Linked DNA regions of Zea mays: regions 2 and 3 are each linked to region 1. A link is a contact called in public Hi-C data. All regions are on one chromosome and are shown on one strand. Each heading gives the region's core, a stretch centred on a gene start, on an enhancer-like site or on the middle of the called end of the contact. The rest is flanking DNA. Distances are from core to core; before and after follow the strand shown.

The links. A called contact is a pair of places that touch in the nucleus more often than the background predicts.
Region 2: a Hi-C map of leaf shows a contact between it and region 1, with 2.3 times the contacts expected there. The contact joins the promoter of LOC100194008 here to the promoter of LOC100191838 in region 1. A contact is called at or near these places in 4 of 25 Hi-C or Micro-C datasets (ear and leaf).
Region 3: a contact with region 1 is called in a Hi-C map of bundle sheath, with 2.7 times the contacts expected there. The contact joins the promoter of LOC100502008 here to the promoter of LOC100191838 in region 1. A contact is called at or near these places in 3 of 25 Hi-C or Micro-C datasets (bundle sheath, leaf and tassel).

Annotation. Positions count from the first base shown.
Region 1 is chr8:133,177,572-133,180,537 of Zm-B73-REFERENCE-NAM-5.0, reverse strand. It overlaps LOC100191838, which reads left to right and starts at 1,625. Exons shown (of 2, transcript NM_001137262.2): 1 at 1,625-1,771.
Region 2 is chr8:133,367,145-133,370,280 of Zm-B73-REFERENCE-NAM-5.0, reverse strand. LOC100194008 (Peroxidase 64) reads left to right here and starts at 1,698. Exons shown (of 2, transcript NM_001139072.1): 1 at 1,698-2,127; 2 at 2,201-3,136. The coding sequence starts at 1,888. The coding sequence ends at 2,971.
Region 3 is chr8:132,996,639-132,999,789 of Zm-B73-REFERENCE-NAM-5.0, reverse strand. LOC100502008 reads left to right here and starts at 1,655. Exons shown (of 8, transcript NM_001414445.1): 1 at 1,655-2,072; 2 at 2,358-2,541; 3 at 2,636-2,886; 4 at 3,000-3,114. The coding sequence starts at 1,708.

The DNA.
Region 1 (2,966 bases), core at 376-2,875:
GTGACGTTGGCAGATCACTATCCACAAGACTCTTGAAAATATGTTTGGATCTTTATGGCTAATAGTTAGCTGTTAATCGACCGAAGATTCACTCAAATTCTCAGCTAATGTCTTCGCAAGAATCTAACTATTAATTAGTTAGTTTTATCTATCTATAGCCATGTACAACTTAGAACACCTTGACCCTTTTTAAAATAGAATAAACAACTAAGAGAGTATTGCCTCTAAAGACAGCTTAAGGGACATGTATCAATTAGATTGTACATACACTAGAGTCTTTATCATTGAAAAGTCAAAAGTCATGTAAGAGACAGACTCTTCATGAAGAGACTGGTCTCTCGAGTTTTTTTCACCTAACCCTAAAGACCCCTCAAGAGACAGGGTATTTAATAAGGATGTACATGCTCTAAGTGTCTGTTTTGGAACGTCTAGAGATAATTGTTAGTGGCTAAAGTTAGCTTAGGGGTTCCAAATAGCCCAGTTAAAAGCCTCGGTTTATTGTTAGCGAAACCCTCAACTAACAATCAGTTCATTAGCTGGGTTGCGCAGCTAAAACGTGGGCAAATGACAATATTGTCATTTATATGACAATGCTAGCGATTTTTTCTTATCAAGAACAAGGTGATGAAGAACATGATATGAATGAGTTTCATGGTAGTATTGCAAATGCTTTGTTCAACATGTGAGGGTGAATATTGAAGTTTCCTTTTCCAATTTAGTGCGCTTTGTATCATTGTTTGAGAATTTTATGTGGATCTATTTTTTTTACAAATCTATGTTACTTGTGACACATTTAGTGTTGAAAATCTATTTCTTTCTTTTCAAAGGTGGCGGCAAAAAATGACTCAGTTGTACCTGAAAACTAGTAGGTCCAACCAACCTATTAACTTGACGTTTTAAATTGATCTTAACTAATAATTAGCCAGCTAATAGTTAGTTACAATTTATTAACTGACTAATTATTAGTTCTAAAGGTTTTAAACAAGCTCTAACACTATATTTTCTATACCAAGATGAATTAGCAGCCAGAGGGAAGGAATATGTTTGGTCATAAGGTTGATAATAAGTTTAGGACAAATTTTAATCGTTGAAATCATATTAGATAGATGCCTTGTCGACCGAAAATAAAAAAAATTCAGATGCATGTGATTACGTGCGATTGACCGAATTTAATTCGGTCAAGCGTCATTAGCCATTTTTCTTGGTCCTCCATGCTAGTGCTGCCTTGCTGGTGCGTGCGTGGTTCCTGGTGCGGGCATGCCAACTCGTGTGCGGGCGTGAAGCACACCGCACCGCCACCGGGTCCCACTCCACACAGTTCACAGCGAGAGCCGGGCGGGGCCCACGGGCGGTTGGTGAGCGCCTGAGCGGGGCGGGTCGAACCACGCAGCCTCCCGCGGACTCGGGGCCCACGAGTCAGCAGGCAACCTCAGCAGCAGGAGGAAGTCCGAGGCCCTCGGTGTTTGGTGGGTACGGGTCGCTGTCCCCCACCCAACCCACCCGTTACAGCGTCACTTCGCCCTCCGGATCCGACCAAAACCAATCCGACGGCGGTGGCCTCCGCTGCGCCCGTGCCCGCTGCCGACGGGTGCTATAAATGGGCCAGCGCGCGGCCGGGACCGGCGTGCGCTGCGGCCGGGTCGGATCTGAGACGAGACGAGTTACCATCTCATCCCAACTCCGGAACGAACAAGTTACCATCTCATCCCAACTCCGCCTCGACCGGATCTCGTCGGACTCGGATCCGCCCGACCACCCCGCGCCGCCGCAGGTGAGCGTCCCTTCTCCTTCCGTCCAGTGCACGCTCTGGGTTCCGGTGCCTGCATCCTCTCCCCTCTCCCTTCGCCGTAGGGTTTTGTTTCGTTGTCCGTAGCAAGGCGTTTCTGGTTGCAGCGGGGGCTCTTGGTTCGCTGCCCGCAATGGTTGGTTGGTCTCGCTGCCGGCTGCCGCTTCGTCGACCAGGCGGTAGGCTCCGGCACGCCTCTCGCGCGTTCCTTGCAGGCGTCGAAGGTCGGGGCTTGCCATGATTGGTCTCCTGGTTTTCCTTCGTTCATGCCGCGGAATGTTTTGTTTTTGCCTTAACATTAATCCGATAGCCAGGTAGGGGTTTTCGCCCCTTCTTTCACACTCACACAGACACACACACACAGACCCTTGTTCGGAGTGGTAATGATTGTGCTTGTCGTCTTGTCGCGTTCCACGAGACGGGAAAAGGAAGCCAAAGGCTCCACACGTGGTTGGACGAGTCAGATCTCGTCGGAACCCCATCCGTGCTGTTAGGAAAATAAAATAAAATCTGAGCCTTCGGGTCAACATGTGCTAATCTGAATTTTCCGCGGTTGAAACATGTGTGCAGAAACTGCCTAGGATAGGGGAGTGTATAAAGGTTGCCCCGATATGATACTGGTGCTGATTTCATCTATCTTCTCCTAAAATATTTGGGGGAGAAGAATCGGCTATTAGTTTTTTTGTCTTATTCCTCTATAAAGGAACCACATGTGCTATGCTTCACACTTTTTACTAGGCAACTGCACGAAGTTTGGGGATTTCAGGAAAAATTATATATCTGCAAGTTGTCCGGAAACTTACAGCTACTGGTTCTCGCCTTTACCATGTTCTGCAGTGTTGTTTCGAGTGCTAAAATGGTAGGGGTGCTGAGTAACGTTTACTTGGAATGGTTAGTGGAAAGTGATCCTCTACCAATAAACAGCATGTTCTAAAAAACTAATTAATAGGCCAGCTGTGTAGGATTTGTCAACGTTTCTTTTTGCTACCTGAGCAGAGGATTTGTGGGAATTTGTTTTTTACACTCTATAGTAAATTGGAGGGTCCAGTTTGTGTTTACTATGCTCCATGATGTTGCTTCGTGTTCCCTCTGTTCCAAATACATTGCTTTTGCTATGCACCTAGATTTTCGCTAAGCTAGTAAGCTATGTAACTAGAAAGGTCAAAATGATTTAGAATTT
Region 2 (3,136 bases), core at 449-2,948, 190 kb before region 1:
AATTGCTAATAAAATTTTGACCAGCTCTAAAAGCAATGCTCAGCTTTAACTATCTCCTTTGGTAAGCCTTACGCTTCATATGAGCTCCCACCTTTGGTGAGTTCATACACATTATTCCCCACAACTTGTTGAGCGATGAAAGTATGTGAGCTCACTCTTGCTGTACTCACATCCCCCAGGTCAAGGACAGGTACCACAGGATGAGGAGCATGAAGGATGTTGTGATGAGTTCATGAGTGGTCTAGGCCGTCGTCTCCCAGTCAACTTTGGTTGCTGGATCGTTGTCTTCGTATGATGTAATTATTTAACTATTTTGTATAAAACTCCATTATATATTAAAGATATTATATTCGTTTTTGTACCATTAGTCATCATATGTGTGAGACTTGATCCTAGCACACACTTGGTGAAGTTCGCGCCTGGGTTTGGACCCCTAAAACCCGGGTGTGACAAGCAGTGGTCTGGCAACACAGCCTATGGGGCGGCGGTGGTTTGCCGGTGGAGAAGAAGCTTGTGTGACGTGTATCGGACCTGGCTACCTCATTGCGCGGGAAAGGGGGAAAAGCACATCGAACCTGGCTACATCGCGGCGTGGAAAAAGAGAAAAAAATGAGCACGCTGCGTGAAGAGATCAGTACCAACTGCGTTTAGGGAGTTTGTATCCTGTTGCCAAACTTGGAGAGTAAATAGGGTTAGATAATAAGTAACTATATTAATAAGTCTATTTAGAGAACTATTAGAGAAACAATTTTTTTGTTCACTTATTAAATTTAAGATTTAGGAAATTGTTTAGACAACAATTGGAGTTGCTCTAACAACAGCCAACGTTCATGAGGCTCGCAGTCTAAACGTAAATTGTGGTATGTAGGCGAAAGAGCTTTTCTAGCGTATGGTTAAGGATTTCGAGTAACAGGTCACTTGTTCGACCCCCTCGCTGTGTCCCTACCGCTACCGAGTTGCATACTGCACGCTACCCTCCGTCTGGGCATGAGTGGGTAATGATGACAAGCTAGTAATCAGAGATATTGTTAGCGAGGACCATGTTTCCATCTCTTGCTCTCCGGCATACTCTTACGGCAGCAAGTAGGGTCGTTAGATCTGAAGCTAAATTACTGCTACTAAAACAAACTGAACCTGACGCTGGAATGGATGGATCTACGCGCTAAACCAGCAGCTAGCTGTTCAGGCAGGCGCAGAGCACTCAATTCACTACCACACCACTCCTCCCACCAGGCCGGCCTCTGAATTCACTGCGCCAAATTACCTGACAAAGACAGTTCCGAAGTCTCAGTGTGATGTCAACGAGCAAGAAGCGACGCCCGGCCGGCGGCGAAGCACAGGCACAGCACATCACAGGTGTGTGCAGTGCAGTGCAGGGCACAGCGCTCGGTCTGCACTACTGCAGGTTTGTATAATTAGACAAGACAAGATTCGTGTACGTTAATTAGCAGCTGGTCATGGCTACAGGCCCAATCGGATGGCGTGCATGTTCGTCCAGATGACAACACACCGCTGGCCATGTTGCTAGGTGCCTTCTTCCTCCTCCCTACCTCTAGCTACGCACGCAGTATACCTAATTAAGTAGCCACTGTACGTTCTTCACCAGTTCACTCTGCACATGGATGCCTGGATCGATCGATCGATCTGTATATATAATAGAAGGTTCCTCGATCTTCTTTTCCTTGCCACTCCACCGAGCAAGCTACTAGCTGCTGGCTGCTTCCTTCTGTCAGTGTACAGTAGCCGGCTTGCGAGCTGTGGGCCGGCCGGTGGCGGTGCTCTCCCGTCTCTATCCTATCCATCATAGAATAGAATAGATAGATAGATAGGCTACTCAGTGCCACTCGATCAGTAGTGGTAGCAGCTGGCGGCTGGCCTGGGACGACGATGAGCGCCAAGACCAGAGCTGGGGCCGCCCATGTACGCCGGCAGCTCGTCGCGGCCGTGGCGGTGACGGTGGCATGCTTCTACTCCTCGGAGGCGACGCAGCTGCAGGTGGGGTACTACAACGGCAGCTGCCCGGCCGCCGAGAGCCTCATCGAGACCATCGTCCACGCCGCCGTCCGCAAGGACGCCGGCAACGGGCCGGGCCTGATCCGGCTCTTCTTCCACGACTGCTTCGTCAGGGTACGTAGGATTATTCGATGCCCAGCCCCAGCCCAATCGGACAATGCAATAATGCAACTGAGCTCCTTGACAGGGATGCGACGCGTCGGTGCTGCTGGACGACCCGACGGGCAGCCCGGGGAACAGGACGGTGGAGAAGACGTCCCCGCCCAACTTCCCTAGCCTGCGCGGGTTCAGCGTGATCAGCCGCGCGAAGCGCGTGGTGGAGCGGCGGTGCCCCGGGACGGTGTCGTGCGCGGACATCGTGGCGTTCGCGGCGCGCGACGCGGCGCGCATCATGGGCGGCATCCGGTTCGCGATGCCGTCGGGGCGGCTGGACGGGCGCGTGTCGAACGCGTCGGAGGCCACGGCCAACCTGCCGCCGGCGTCCTTCAACCTGACGCAGCTCCTGGGCCGCTTCGCGTCCAAGAACCTGAGCGCCGACGACCTGGTGACGCTGTCGGGGGCGCACTCCATCGGGCGCTCCCACTGCTCGTCCTTCGCGCCCGCCAGGCTGTACCCGCAGCTGGACCCGGCGATGAACGCCACGCTGGGGGCGCGGCTCAGGGCGCGGTGCCCCGCCGGCGGCGGCGGGCGGCGCGACCGCGTCGTCGACCTCGACTTCGCCACGCCGCTGCAGCTGGACAACCAGTACTACCGCAACGTGGTGACGCACGAGGCCGTGTTCTCGTCGGACCAGGCGCTCGCGGGGCGCAACGACACGGCCGCGCTCGTGGCGCTGTACGCCGCCAACCGCACGCTCTGGTCGCAGCGATTCGCCGCCGCCATGGTGAAGATGGGCAGCATCGAGGTGCTCACCGGGCCGCCCGGGGAGGTCAGGCTCAAGTGCAACAAGGTCAACTGATCGGGGGGATTGGAGTTAGGTGAGGGTCAGCTGCCTGTACTACTAAGCTAGCTAGTAGCAGCAGCGGGAATCGCGTCAAGTCAAGCCGGCCCAGAGCCAGAGATTATTTCACCATCACTCTCGACGATATGCACTTCATCTGCATGATTCATTCATGTGTGTACT
Region 3 (3,151 bases), core at 406-2,905, 180 kb after region 1:
GATACCTGACTGGGGCTTCCCATACTAATGGAAGCCCAGGGCTCCCATTACCATCACCCTATATATATATATATATATATATATATATATATATATATATATATATATATATATATATATACACACACACAAGTACGTGTACAACTAATCTCCAACCAGATAACCAGTAGCGGGCTCAAGATTTAGAGGGTGGGTATTCATTTTTTTTTATAGGATGATTTTTTATAAAAGATTAAAACATGTCTATCGTATATATATAATTAATTATATATATAACCTATAATTAAGCATACACGTTATGATCATAACTGATTCGATAACTAGTCCACTAAACTCAAATTTCATGAAATTATTTCAAAAGTTTTAAATCGAAATGCATCTCTTTGTTGTTGCTCGGTTGTTGACTGTCTGCTTGTCCTCTTTGGCATTTTCCAATTGCTAATGTCCCACCTACAGCCCAGTACTGCAAGCAGCAAAGCAGGGGAGGTCAAGGTCGTGAGGCCACTTGCTAGGTGGGCTTAGACATCGACACGATGGGACCTTGCCCCCTGGCTGTATGTCCTGGCACGCGGTGACGCTCTGACTACGGTGGATTGAAGCCTCGGACGACGAACGACAGACGACCCAACAACAAGGCCAGATGCAACGCAACGATAGTTAGGCGGTCAAGTCTAGGTACCTAGCTGCGCTGCGGAGCCACAATGGCACAACGTAGGTGCTGGTGTCTCCATGGCACGTGGGGCTGCAAGATGTGACCATGACTTGGTGGCTGGCGCATCTGATGGCTCTGCCATGGTGCGACTACAATAAGGTTTGAAGTTTTTTTTGCCGTGAGGTGCTGAAGTGGGCTTTGTCGTTCTGTTGGGCCTCATGGTCAACGACAAACTATTAGGTTAGTTAGGTATGAGAAGTAGGAAGAAAATATTTTGGTCCAAATTAACAGATTTTTTTTATTTATTTGATTCATTTTCTATGCGTGCATATACACTATATACATGTATATATATTAAAGTTCTTTTGCCAAAATTAATGGATTTTATTTGAATACCCTTGAATTCAACGGGCCCGCCCCTGCAGACAACTACTTTATTACATAATATATAATAATGGATCATATATAATTGTGATATATAATTGTGCGCATACCGCATGGTACACACATACATGCATGTGTCCCGCGTAGGGCGAGGAGAGGACAGTAGCTGTTCTCTTGTCACCTCACGGCTCACGTGAAAGCTTTTCCAGTGCAAGCAACGCGTGACCGTGAGAGTGGCCGTCTACTTTTTTTTTTCTCACGTTTTCATGAACTAGCGGTAGGAGAAGTTGCTCGGTTCTGAGGCTACGAAAGTTTTGGTCGTTGGTGTACGTTAATTGTTTGCCATCACAAGATAAAGCAAAAACCAGGCACCTATAGACTATAGTCGCCGAAAGGATAAGATGAAGCTCCCCAAGTCTCAATCACCGTGGCCCGTGGGATTTTATCTGATCCATTGGGCCGGAGAGCCGAAGTCTAGTTCAGGAGCCCAGAAACACGTTCTTTCTGCTGATATCCTGACTGTCTTGCAAGGCCGAAACCACCACGTAACTACGGCCCAAGTTTCCAACCGCCGGCCTAGCCCACTGTCACAAAAGTTCCCCATCCCTCGGACAAGACAACCCTCTCCCTCTAGCGCCGGTGGCGGCGACGGGCGCACGACGTCTGAGACCATGGCGCCGACGCCGGAGCCCCGCCGCCCGTACAAGCGGCCGGCCATCTCCGACCAGCAGCGCCGCCGGGAGCTCGCACTCCAGGCGCAGTCGGCTCGGCGGGCCGACGCCCAGGCTCGCGCGCGCGCCCTCGCCACTTCTCTCCTCACCACCCGGGCGCCTACCGCGGCCACCAGTCGCGACGAGGAGGAGGAGGAGTACGAGCATGAGGAGGAGGAGGAGGAGCGCGAGCTCACTGCCTCCGGCGTCGCGGCGGCGGCCGCCGCCTCCAGGCTCCGCGGCTCCGAAGCGCGCCGGTGGTTCGCGCGCCAGGTTATGCTCCCCGAGTGGATGGTCGATGCCCCACCCCACCTCGCCACCGACTGGTCCGTCCTCTACCTCTCCTTCTGCCTAGTTTACCTTTCTGCGTATGTGAATTTGTTGATTTCAGTCCAGTACGGTTTACTCGCGGCTATATTCTTCTCCTTCAAAGGAGCCTCTTTTCCTCACTTGCCCACTAACATTCACTTCAACGCTAGTTCAGTTGTGGTCAGCGAACACCCCACTTGTGTCTTTGCATAGTGTTGTAGTACTACTGATTTTTAAAATTACCTGGGTTTATTGACAATGTAGGAGGATTTACACTGTTTTTTTTCCCTTTCCGGACGTAGGCATGTTTTTGCCCGACCTTCTGGCAAACGATGTTTGGTTGTGTCATCCAATGGCATGACGATCAGCAGGGTTCGTAATGGATCCATCCTTCATCGCTTCCCTTCCGCTCTGCCCAATGGTTCAAAGAGAGACATTTCTGGACCAGCAAGCTCGTACTCCATCCTCGATTGCATTTTTCACGAGGTACCCCAACCAAACACATTCCTTTTCCATTTGCTGCAAGCTGCTTGATTCCAAACCTATTTATTTGTAATGTTCGATGGTGTTTGTGGTGCAGCCTGATGAAACATACTATATCATTGATATGATCTGTTGGCGAGGCTATTCACTATATGACTGCACCGCCGAGTTCAGGTTTTTCTGGGTCAACTCTAAGATCGCAGAAACTTCTGCTGGTGATCCTCCATCAACGTACCACAGATATAGATTCAGTGCACTCCCTGTATATGAGTGCACTCTTGAGGGTCTCCAAGCAGCATACTCAGGCAGCATGCCTTATGTCAAAGATGGTTTGGTGTTCTACAACAAGTAAAATCCTTATCCCTTTTCTTTGAATATGTTCTAGCAAATCACCTCGACATATATATTTGTTAACTTCATCAATCGAGGATTCATGACTCATAAGACCTTGTTTTTATCAGGCATGCACATTATCAAGCTGGAATCACACCTCTTGCCCTAGTATGGAAAGATGAGACCTGTAGCCAGTATGTTATCGATACGAACAACAAGGGTGAAATACCAAGCGAACAACATGTATGTCTGTGTCCTGTTGTTTGAGTCATATTATGGC